Linked DNA regions of Mus musculus: regions 2, 3 and 4 are each linked to region 1. The links are chromatin contacts, called in public Hi-C maps. All regions are on one chromosome and are shown on one strand. The core of a region is the stretch at or near the end of the contact, and the rest is flanking DNA. Distances in the headings are between cores, read along the strand shown. Region 1 has its middle 90 kb from the start of Cdh17. Region 2 has its middle 19 kb from the start of Gm11832. Region 3 overlaps Gm35884 (a long non-coding RNA gene). Region 4 holds the start of Gem (GTP binding protein (gene overexpressed in skeletal muscle)).

Evidence for each region. Hi-C and Micro-C count contacts between places; a contact is called where the count stands out from the background.
Region 2: a contact with region 1 is called in a Hi-C map of uterus, with 4 times the contacts expected there. The contact joins two enhancer-like sites. A contact is called at or near these places in 1 of 15 datasets of contacts at CTCF or cohesin (large pre-B cells), 5 of 484 Hi-C or Micro-C datasets (myocytes and uterus), 4 of 115 datasets of contacts at active chromatin or transcription factors (embryonic stem cells, fibro-adipogenic progenitors and trophoblast stem cells) and 1 of 9 other capture datasets (embryonic stem cells).
Region 3: a Hi-C map of uterus shows a contact between it and region 1. The contact joins two enhancer-like sites. A contact is called at or near these places in 1 of 15 datasets of contacts at CTCF or cohesin (the NIH/3T3 cell line), 1 of 484 Hi-C or Micro-C datasets (uterus) and 4 of 115 datasets of contacts at active chromatin or transcription factors (embryonic stem cells and large pre-B cells).
Region 4: a contact with region 1 is called in a Hi-C map of uterus, with 2.3 times the contacts expected there. The contact joins the promoter of Gem here to the enhancer-like site in region 1. A contact is called at or near these places in 9 of 39 promoter capture datasets (cranial neural crest, embryonic stem cells, frontonasal cranial neural crest and 5 more), 4 of 484 Hi-C or Micro-C datasets (muscle stem cells and uterus), 10 of 115 datasets of contacts at active chromatin or transcription factors (bone marrow-derived macrophages, effector CD8 T cells, embryonic forebrain and 6 more) and 4 of 9 other capture datasets (adipose tissue, liver, macrophages and 1 more).

Annotation. Positions count from the first base shown.
Region 1 is chr4:11,847,263-11,850,037 of GRCm38.p6, forward strand. No RefSeq gene overlaps it. Among named protein-coding and RNA genes, the nearest start is that of Cdh17, 90 kb to the left of the region's middle. Within about 2 kb of position 1,444, at least 40 of the 459 cell types and tissues checked have an H3K27ac peak or open chromatin away from gene starts, as enhancers often do. A contact at or near this core is called in muscle stem cells and uterus, where this site is marked.
Region 2 is chr4:11,632,187-11,634,961 of GRCm38.p6, forward strand. No RefSeq gene overlaps it. Among named protein-coding and RNA genes, the nearest start is that of Gm11832, 19 kb to the left of the region's middle. Within about 2 kb of position 1,440, at least 59 of the 459 cell types and tissues checked have an H3K27ac peak or open chromatin away from gene starts, as enhancers often do. A contact at or near this core is called in uterus, where this site is marked.
Region 3 is chr4:11,671,036-11,673,810 of GRCm38.p6, forward strand. It overlaps Gm35884 (a long non-coding RNA gene), which reads right to left. Exons shown (of 4, transcript XR_881129.1): 2 at 1,074-1,243. Among named protein-coding and RNA genes, the nearest start is that of Gm35884, 3.8 kb to the right of the region's middle. Within about 2 kb of position 1,431, at least 104 of the 459 cell types and tissues checked have an H3K27ac peak or open chromatin away from gene starts, as enhancers often do. A contact at or near this core is called in uterus, where this site is marked.
Region 4 is chr4:11,703,112-11,705,886 of GRCm38.p6, forward strand. It overlaps Gem (GTP binding protein (gene overexpressed in skeletal muscle)), which reads left to right and starts at 1,336. Exons shown (of 5, transcript NM_010276.4): 1 at 1,336-1,455.

The DNA.
Region 1 (2,775 bases), core at 194-2,693:
CTAGTGGGAAGATAGCCTTCTCTCCAGATAACTCAGGTATTGAAAAGACAACATAAACTCTATTTGTCTCCATTTAAGGACCAGGCTTGATTTAGAAAATAAGGCTATAAGGCACCAGCTCCAGGATCAGACCATAACATCCAGAAACAAGGTCATAAAATCCCCTCCCAAAGAAAAGCCTGGGGATAACCAAAAGCTGGGGAAATATCTTATCTCAGAATGGGCCAGCTGTGTTGGGCAGCTCTATTTCACCCTATGGTTAAAAGTTCATGACATAGGAATGCAGACCACTGACCATCTGTGACCCCCTAGTACCCATTAATGAATTTATAGGTTACCTAGTCCTTCTAGAGAGTTCCCTATAAGAAGGCCCGTGAGCCTTTGTCTGGGATTGCCAATTTGGAATCATTGACCCCCGCATGCTGGTTGTTTCTGCAGAATAAACACTCTTTGTCTTTGCATACTATCTGAGTCTGGGGTCTTCCTTTAGTGATTTTTGGACCCTTACAATAATAAAGCTGGTCAAGGCTGTACACTCAAGGTCCAAGGCCTCACTTCAGCTACCTTATGGCAAGTTCAAGTTGCAAATGGTCAGCCATGCACAGTGCCTGGCCCAGGCTGTTCACTCCTACATCCCTATTCTTAGATTCAGTCTTAGTGATAAGTTAGGAAGAACAAAGGCTACACAAGCACATACTTATTCCAGAAAGACACTTTGTACCTGAGTGAACTCTGTAGGTGACCAGAGGCACTAGGGCTTGTCATATGATCACTCCCCCAACCCCTCGGAGATAAAAGGCTTCGGAGAAGGACGCCTGCGGTTCCTCTCACCCTCTGCAAACCTTTTGGTACAAGAACTTCAGTGTGGGCCCCACTCTAGCACAGGCTCCTCCCATCACTCACACACACACACACACACACACACACACACACACACACACACACACACACGGACTGTTTCTCTCCTACTTCGAAGAAGGGGGTGACCGTCTGACCTTCTTTGACCAATGAGATGAGAGTAAACAAGGAGGGAGGAGGCAGGGATTTGGCTCTTTCCCATGGACATTCCCAGAAGGGGGCCTTATGCCTTTCCATGTGTATCAAGACACTGTGTGTGCAAGCTCACGCGTAGACCGGCTTGAGAAGGTCAAAGCTCAGTCTACAACACCTGCTTCCTTGGCAGGCTCCACACTGAAAGACTTGAGCTGACTCCCACACAGCTGCTCCTCCCACCACCCTTGAGTTTTGGTCTGGACAAACTCAAGGTTGCCCAATAGTTTGCAGGTGTTCCTATCACTTCTGAAGAAAGGCTCCTCCCTTCTTCCTGTCCTTGCCTGCTTAGAACAGCAGCCAAAGAAACCCAAAACAACCTAACCCATTTAAAGCTTTGAGATGTATTCCGACACACGCAAGGCCACGTGATTGCTGGAGGGGCAGCGGTCCTGCTTCCCAGGGTCTGAGTTATGAATCTGAAAGCCCTCTCCCCACTCCGCCCTTAGCTGGGATGGCACTGATCCGCCTCAGTCACGCTTTATGTAAATTTTCACTTTTCTGGCTTTTGCTGCTCTCGGCTTCATGGGTCACTTTAAATCTCGCCAGTCCTCCTCTGCCACTGGAACTGGAGTTCTGCTCATTCCTCCTCCCCCCCCCCCGCACCCCCCACCAGTGCTTTACTAATCAAAATCCAGTTTTACTGCTCTTAAATAATGAATGCCCAAGGACAAGGACAGAGGATGCATCACAGTAGTAGAGTGCCTGCCTACCACGTGCAAGGCCCTGGAGTTAATCCCCAGCCCTGCAAAACAAATCCATGAATTCAGCCTTGCTGATCCTCCTGGACTTCAGCTGTCTCCTCCCATCCCCCCCCATCCCCCCTCGCCCCGCCCCCGGCAATCCTCTGCTAGCTGAGATCCCAAGATTGGAGAGGGATATTATCTTAGCGCATGGAGCGCTCATCAGGACAGCCCAGGACTACCACTCGATGAGCAATAAACATTCTAAAGCTCTTAATCTTCCTTTTCTGTGTGACATGAATCATGTATTTCCTTTGCAGCAGCAAGCAGGCACTATTGCATTCTCTGCAGCTCCTGAAAGTACTTCCCTGTCAATAAGTACTTGTGTGTTTCTCAAATCTACCTGGCTGGCCATGAGTCTTATTCCTTAGATTTTACTGTAATTGATTGGTTTTATTTCTCAGCAAAATTACATATATTTCAAATTTTCTTGACGATTCTGATAGGTCTGTACATATAAATGTGTTATAAGCAGATACAAGATGGCTATGTCTTAGACACTTTTCTGTTGTTGTGGGTGAAATCCCACCATGACTACAGTACTTATTAAAAAAAGAAAAAAAAAAGCTTTAGTTGGGCTTGCTTACAGTTTAGGAAGTTAGAGTCTGTGAATGTCATGGTGTGGCATATGGCAGCAGCCAGGTAGGTATGGTGCTGGAGAAGTAGCTAAGAGCTTACATCTGAGAGAGAGAGAGAGAGAGAGAGAGAGAGAGAGAGAGAGAGAGAGAGGGAGAGAGAGAGAGAGAGAGAGAGAGAGAGAGAGAGAATGAATTGGGAATGGCCTTTGAAACCTTAAAGCCTGCCTCTAGTGACACAGTCTTCCAACAAGGCCACACCTCTTTGTCCTTCCAAAACAGTTCTACTAACTGGAGACTGAGAATTCAACTATATGAGCCTGTACGGCTAATTCTCATTCAAAGCACCACAGGCTCTAAGCAATGAGTTTCTTTCAACTAGTTAGTACTAGGCAATATTTTTTACC
Region 2 (2,775 bases), core at 190-2,689, 220 kb before region 1:
AACTCACTACTCACTCTGTAGACCAGGCTGGCCTCGAACCTGGAGATCCCACCTGTCTCTGCCTCCCAAGTGCTGGGCTTAAAGACACCTGGCTTTTTTTTTTTTTAATTCTTTTAAACTGTTTGGCAAAAAGCTTTTTGCTTATTTTTTATTGATTAATTGTGAATTTTACATCATGTGCCCCAATTATACTCATTTCCCCCTATTCCTTCTGCCTTCTGCCCTTGCATCCCCCCAAAGAAAACAAAAAATAAAAATAAAAACAACAAAAAAGGAGAAACATACCATTGGGGGGAAAAACTAAAAAAGTCCCAACCAACCAACCAACCAACCAACCAACCAACCAACCAACCAAAAAAAAAAAAAAAAAAAAAAAACCCACAAAAAACATTTTGCTGTAGTGTGTTGCAGATATGCACTGTTTTTCCTGCACGTATGTCTGTCCTATACATTTCAGTTGGTATCTCTTTACATTGGCCTTAGTCTTGACTTGAGCCTTTTGCTGTGGAATGGAGGCCCATGTCCACAGCTTGACATGGCCTTCCTTAGTGTGTATTTTTGTTGAGCTTTAGTTCGCTATACATTCTTGACACTAAACTCTCATCAGATTATACGATTTCCAAGTTTCCTTCCATTCTGTGGATTGCCCTTTTACTCTGGTGAAATTGCCTTTCTACACACAAATTTTAGACCTTTTCATGGAGTCTGATTTGTCGATTTATTTCCTTTGGTGAATAGGCCTGTTAACTGGACATACCCAAAAGATACCACTCACAACTCAAAACCTCTCTGCTTTAAGTGCTGATGAGGTAATTTTGTGTTCTCAGATTTGCTGTACAAGTTAGGTGATGTTATATTTTACCTCCAGTGAATAAAAAGTGAAATTCTAGCTGATATTTAGGGTGTCCTGTGTAACACAGATAATATCCATAGAAACCTAGGAACACAAGCAAGTCCTGGCTAGCTTTTGCCAAACAATTTGAAATTCAAATTTAGATAAGGGTGGGGTCCTCTGCAGGGCTCAAAACTATATTTATCTCCCCTGAGTGTTGTTGAGTGTTCTGAAGATCTGATTGGCTCTGGCCCACGACCTCTCAGAAAGGCTTTCCAGGTCTCCCTTGGAAGCAATCCCTAAGCCAAGGATCCAACACTCTCCTTTCTGCAGCACTGTGGTCACATGCTCCTCCTAGGGCGCTGACTCAAGCTGCCCGGTTGTCAGCCACCCCATGGCCACTGACCATAAAGATCTTTTTATTGGAGCCCCACAGAGGCAGAGCTCATCAACTGGTGCCTGTGTGGAGAACTTTAAGGACTCCTAAGCTGGGGAATATCTATAAATAGGAGTAAATTGTGTTCAAATTGCAGCTGACAAAAGCAGGCCTGCTCATTCTTCTATCAAGGCTCTGTAAAGCATGCACCATTAGTGATGGCGACTAGCAACCCTCTGTTGCCTAGCAACCCTCTGTTGCTCCTGCCTACACTTCTTGGCTGTATGTATTTGTTCACACATCCTCCTTTATCAACAACATCATCATTAGACTGCCGTCTGTTTCCCTATATGTCACAATGGCACACTGGCCATTCTGAGTTAAAGGCACATGAGAAACAGGTGTGACGACGTCACTTTAACCTTTGCTCTGGATCTTAAAAGTGTTGTTAAAACTCCCTTGTGAAAGACTTCCTCCTGATGGCAGAAGGAAGAGTGTTGTCCTCTGTGGGAGGAGGAGTGGACAGGGTGGTGTAGTAGACCTGGGTCACCTGGAACTTGGTCTGTACAGTAGACTGACTTCATCCTCACAAGGGCTGGGATTACAGGTGTGGGACACTTTGCCTGGGACAGAACACATCACTCTTGTCAGCAAGGACAGAACGTGAAGACATGTAACATGTGCAAACAGACCTCACTAACTCACCTCTGTTTCTACTTATGACACCCACTGCCCAGCCCCTCTGTCTTGTGGTGTTTATTACTTGTTCCACTCGGCACAACCGTGCTCATCTCTTGACTGTGCTGGTGAGTCTTCACATCCTCACGTGAAGGGCTTCTCATGTTAAATGTTAATGCATTTACACTGTTCTCCTGTTGTTCTGTTGTAAGGCCAATTACTTTCTAAGGCCAGATCAAAGGCCACTAGAATCTCCTCTCTAAGCTGCACACCTACCATGTTCTAAAACAGAGCATCATATAGTACTTGCTTCACGTCTTTTATTTATTCAGAAATAAGATATAACAAATGTGGGAGTGTATCCTGTCCCTCCTTCAGAAAGTATTACCATCCTGAAGAATAGAGCAATGAACTTATCACCCCCATTCATGCTGAAGAGTGTGTGTGTGTGTGTGTGTGTGTGTGTGTGTGTGTGTGAGTGTGCTGAAGAGTGTGTGTGTGTGTGCTCACATGCATGCCATGGCATGTGTCTGGATGTCAAAAGACACCTGGTGGCAGTAGGTTTTCCTGTTCTATGATTCACCACTGTGTCCCTTCAGCTATCTCTAGTGCTCCTCATCTTCCTCCCATCTTCATGTCCTCTCTTTTTTTTTTCAATTTTGTAAAATTAATATCCCCCAGCACTCAGCTCATGCTGCCCATGTACAGATAGGTATGCAGTCTTCCACTGCAGCATCAGCACCTCCTAGTGGCCTCGTCCCCAAAGAAGAGGGACTCTCTTTCCCTGTAGCTACCGATTACTTCTCTGATGGGGTGGAGTCTCTAGGTCCCTTTCTGATGCATGCTAGAATTTTTATTCATTTTTAATTAAAAATTGTATTTTATGTAT
Region 3 (2,775 bases), core at 181-2,680, 180 kb before region 1:
TACACTGTCCTTCCTTCCTGATTGAGGATCAAGATGTGAGCTCCCGGCTTGCTATTCTTGTCACCATGCCTGCTGCCTTTGCTCTGCCACCGTGGACTCTACCCATCTGGAGCCAGAAACCAAATAAATCCTTCACCCCATAAGTTGCCTTGGTCAAGGTGTTTTATCACAGTAATAGGAAAGTGACTTAGACAGATGGCTTGTCTTAACACAGTTCAAAGAGGCATGAGCAGGAGGCATGAAACTCTAGGGTCAGAAACAAAGACATTCACTACTGCAGCACAGAAGGCAGCCCCGTGAGCACCGTCTCTCTTGGGGAGGGTCTGCTATGAAGGGGCAGCTGATGCCTGCTCGTGCAGAGGAATTGTCTGACAGAAGGGGAAGCCAGTGTTTACAGAACTGGAGTCTTCTGCAATGAGCAGTGAGCATGCCTGCCCTCTGTTCCAGAAAGCAACATCACTGCTAACTTTCAAGACTACTCATCACAGAAACATCTCAAAAACAGCAGAAATTGGCCCCATGGTGATGTTCATCTCTAACTCTAGCTTTCAAGAGACTGAGGCAAGTTGATCACAAGTTGAAAGCCAACCCAAGCTACATAGAGAGTTAGAGAACAGGCTGGATGTTAAACTAAGACACAAAACAAACAAGCACACAAACAAAACAGTGCCAAGAAAAGTGCAGTCAGGGTCTCCTGATAAGACAAGCAGAACCTGGAGCAGCTGAGGCAGCATTCCCCAACCACTAGAAGAGAGAATCTGATACTTTAAAAATGGACTCTTGTGTTCAAATTTAGATAGACTACTACTCATACCAGCTGTGTGACTTTGAATGTATTTCTTACCCTCTCTGATCTGCTCTTCTCTCATCTAAAAAATATCCTAGCATCCACCAGAAATCACTGGTAGACAGAATTAATACATGCATACAGCTTAGCAGATTGCCCTGTACACAGTCACTGTCACTACTGTGGGCAGGATCTCATTGTCTAATCACAGAGTTTTGAAAGCCCAGCGTGGGCCACCTCTTGTGGAAGCCCTGACCCCTTCCTCAGTCTCCTTCCTGTTTCTCACCTAGCACAGGAGGAGGCAGGTCATCCACTGTGTTGTGTGTTCCATCTGGGGATGTTCTTTTCCTAAGTCTGGCCATTTCACTGTGTATAGAAGTACGCTTCGGTCTCCCCCAGCTCGATTGTTCTGTCCTGGAAGGGTCTCTCTCGGCATGTGATATTACACCTAATACACTGCAAAGGACATTAGCAGAAAGGTTATGCAGCCTAGGACAATAGAGACACCACCCTTCTCGAGAATTGAGGCCCCTGCATGCAGGCAGACAGCTGTTTGAAAAGAGCAATTCGGGGGACTAACTGAGCTGTGGAGGGTGAAGCCTGGCTGGCCTGCCACAGCCCAGCTGCTGCTAGCCTGCCTCCTTCATGTCTCTCCAGAGCTCACAGGAGGCACCCTCTGCAACTTAGAGAGAACCTGCTCCCTTGGCAAGGAAACAAAACCCTGGCTTCCAGAAGAAACTTGTTTGAAAAGAATTCATTGGCTCCAAGTTGTTTTGTGGTTGTCTGTTTGCAGGTTTGCTTGCTTGCTTGCATGCTTGCTTACTTGCTTTAAAAAAGCAACCCCTAGCAAGCCTATTTCAGGAACCACTGGAGAGGAAACGACAGTCCTGTAATTTTATGTCTTGCTCTGGGGCAGCACAGCGCATGTGCCTCTAACCTGCTGTAAACAGGGCACCGACTCACACTCTGCCTGGGCATTTTATTATTTAGTAACTGGCCAACAGTTGATTCATCCCAGATGTGCACTGTGCCATCTCTAGTCAGCCAAGAACAAATAGGCTGTCTAGGCTGTGTTCACCCGTGGGGCCAGGCCTCACATCAGCCCTATGCAGGCTGCGGCCCAACTGGGATTTTCGTCACAGGACTGGTTCTTTCGCAAAGCAAGCCTCACACTTAGCCAGTGCTGAGGAGAGCTGGCTCCGTGCCCACTCCTGTGCGAGTCTCTTCGCCCAGCTGTTGCCTGAAAAACTTTTCTTTTAAAGTCAAAGTACTATAAACTAGGGGCAACGGGTATAGCAAACAAATTGACAGGAGCCTTCCTGCAGAGTGGAAACCCTCCCTCCCTTCCCTCTGTCCCAAGACTCAGCTAGAATGGGAGGAGGTATATACAGCTGAAACAGCAGGAAACTTGCGGAAAGGAAGCAGGGTTCCTCTCATCTGCTGCTTTGCATGATCCGTTTCATAGCCTATGACAGATAGACTCAGAAATAAGCTTGAGTTCCCTGGACCCCTGAGAGAAGAATGAAAGACATCAGGGAATTGCTAACACCACCACACGGCTCTGAAACGTCAGCTTCCAGACCTCTCACACTGTGAGATATTTGTGGATCTGCCTGGCTCTTCCAGGACTCCCAGGTAATAGACTCAATGTCAAGCATCCATTCCACCAGCCTCAAGATCAAGGTTAGGGAGTCTTTCCTGGGGCCTGAGAGATAGGAAAGCGGGGCACAAGGGCTGCTGTAATCACTGATGGTCCTGCCCACTTACACAGGTCTTACTATGTGCCAGGCTCTTCACTTTTTTCCCCCTAACAACTGCATGAGGCAGACCCATTTAAAGTGTTGTTACTCTCAACGGTTCACAGATAGGAAAACTGAAGAGCGATTTTTTCACACCTGCCCAGGATCACTAAGCCAGTGCATGGCAAAGGCAGATGTGGTGGCCACCCCCACCCCCCAGGGCAGCATCAGAGCCGTTCTTTCCATTCC
Region 4 (2,775 bases), core at 86-2,585, 140 kb before region 1:
GAGTGGCCAAACTATAGTCTATTCTGGCTCTGGCTCTTATCTTCCTTGTGCATAAATAAATTTGGGGCTCTGCCTTTGAGACTAAGGCACTCTCCATCTTTCTTATTTGGTGGATTCTACCTTTGCCAGCTTGGTCCCTGACAGACCTGAGGTGCAGCTGGTCACTTGGATAATTCCCAAATCGCATAGATGCCTTCGTGACACCGTTGTAACCACAGAGCAGCCCAGCCACTCCAATAGACACTGGTGCTGGCTGCTTCCCGAGGGGCCGCCAGCCAACCCACAGCAGAAGCTGGCTGGAGAAGCAGATGGATGTGTTGGAAAGGCTAGCATGGACTCTAAACACAGCATGTGGGAAATGCCCACGTCCCCGGGAAATACCCATGTCCTGGGGAAGAGGTCACTTAGCAGTGCAGTTTAAAATGTACTTAAGGCAGGTTTCATTGCAGGGCCTCTTGTTCTCAATCCACAACTGTAGTAAGGGCAAGGTTCTCCAGGCCCACCAGAACCACAGGTCTTTGCAAATCTTAGCAAATGATAGAAGCAGTAGGGCTCTCTCAGGGGATTGAGCCTCCTTGTATCTCCCCATGGCTGGGAAGTCCTGGCTCTAGGCCAAAGTTCCAGCCATGCTGAGCAGCTCGGTTCTGAGATGCGCTGATTGGGGTGTGATTAAATTTCTGATGGAGGAGATTCAGCATTGTGGCCAAAACAGGGGGATGGCAGTGTTTAGCACAAGCTGCTTGGAGCCAACCTGCCCCTTTTCAAGATCCCCTACTCTTTCCTCCGACTCTTCTCTTTTGGATCTCTTCCAGAAGAAGGAAACAAAGCAGTATGTCCCAAGTCAGAGATAAGAAGTCAGGAAGCAGGAAGGGCCTGGTTGCTTCTCAGAGCATGCTCTGAAGGTGGTCTGTCCACTCAGGGTGGCTGTAGCCTCATCCTGGAGGCCGGAGTCCCGCTCACTCAGACGGATCTGTTTTCTTGGCAAAGCTGGACTCGCGGCTTGGGCCTGTTTCTTTCCTCATCCTTTATTCAGACAGCTTACAAGTGCTCTGCTGGGAAGGGCGATTAAGTAGCACTAAGTGTATTTTTCCAGTGTCCACCTGATAAAAAGAAAATAAAACAAAATCAACGATTGAACTGTCATTTTTTTTCTCCCTCACTCCCCTCAAGGGGATAGGGGAGTCACATGACTACGAGTAACTGATTTAGCCAAGTGGCTGCAACTCAGTTTGCTGCAGAGCCGCCCCCTCCCGGCGGGAGCGCTGACGTCACGGAAAAGCCCCGTCGCGGGGCTGCCGGGCGCGCTATAAACGGCGGCGGGCAGCGGAGGCTTCAGGAGGCGGCACTGCCAGCGGACATCACACAGCCTCGGACTGCGGAGCCCGCATCGCAGACGTCAGGCGTTGCAGCAGGCGGATCGACGGCAGACGCCCACCCAGCGCCCAGTGCAGCCAAGTAAGGGGCCATGGCTGAGGGGCAGTCCCAGTGGGAGCCTCTGTGGGAAGGGGCGTTCCTGGTCTCCGAACTTTTTAAGTTAGGAAGGCAGCCAGTCCCTAGACTCCCTAGGTCTGTACCGGGGGTTCTGCCGTGGGAGAAAGAAGTTCAGGCGCAAAGGATGCGCTTCTGATGGGGGTTTCTAAATTCAATTTCGGAGGAGTGTCACCTTACAGATTAGGTGGCCAGGCGGCAGACTTCAAGGTCTGCTGTCGCAAGTCTGTCAACCCAGGGACTGTTTTTAAGACTTAAAAAGAAACCGGCTGGTTCTGGATCGTGGCATAGGTGTGATGTATGGAGTAGGGTGTGTGAGCTGAGCGTGATCCTTGCGCTCACGCGGGGAGCTTGCTGAGTTAAAAACCATAGAGCGGTTATCTCGGGCAGTCTTGGCAGAACAGACTGCCTGTCAGGCAAGGCAGTCTTGCAAGGAAAAAGTTGTAGGAAGTTGTTGAGTGGCTTTTCACTGAGTCTCTGATCTTCTAATTTACGTCAGAAAGGTGCAATTTTTAAAATAAATAATTATATACAGTAAAAAAATCATGGAGTGGACGACGTTCCTTAAGAATGAAGCCCTTTTTGTACAAGTGTGATGTGTCTGAATGTGAGCAGGTCCTTCCCCTCTCAGAAGAACCAGCCTCAGGGCTGCTACGCTAAACAGTTTCTGTAGATAAGAGGGTAGAGCTGAGGCATAGCACTCAAACAGAAACTGTCCCACTCCCCAAATAACGGCCTCTTCAGTCAGGCAGCTGGAGGACATCAGGGCAACCTTACTAAACATGGAAGTTCCCCCAAAGTGCCTGTCCAGTCCAGCCAGGGGAGTGATGTCATTGCCGCGTGTTTCCCACTGAGGCTCAAGACTGCAGGATGCGGGGGCAATTAAGAGCCATGTTTAGACAAGAACAGTTAACCTGGCCAGCTGGTGCCCAGCAGCTCTAACTTGTTGCTGATGGTAATGTCATTTCTGGAGGCAATGGGTTCCTTCCAGCTGCCTCTGTGCCAACTCCCGGTGGGATTTCCAAAGCTCCTTTAAGGACAGAGGGAGCTTATGGGCAATGGATGGATGGTGTTACTGCTACTACAAACGACAGCCTGATTGAGAAGCTAGTTACTGAGTGTGTGTGTGTGTGTTGTTGTTGTTGTTGAAAATTTTGCTTTCTAGGCTTAGGGACAGTTTAGTGGTTGATTCTTACATTAAGAATTCATACCCATCAAATGAAGCACCAAAGACAACTGTGTTGAGCGCCCCTGGGCCTGGCTCATTCTTAATCATATTGCCATCTT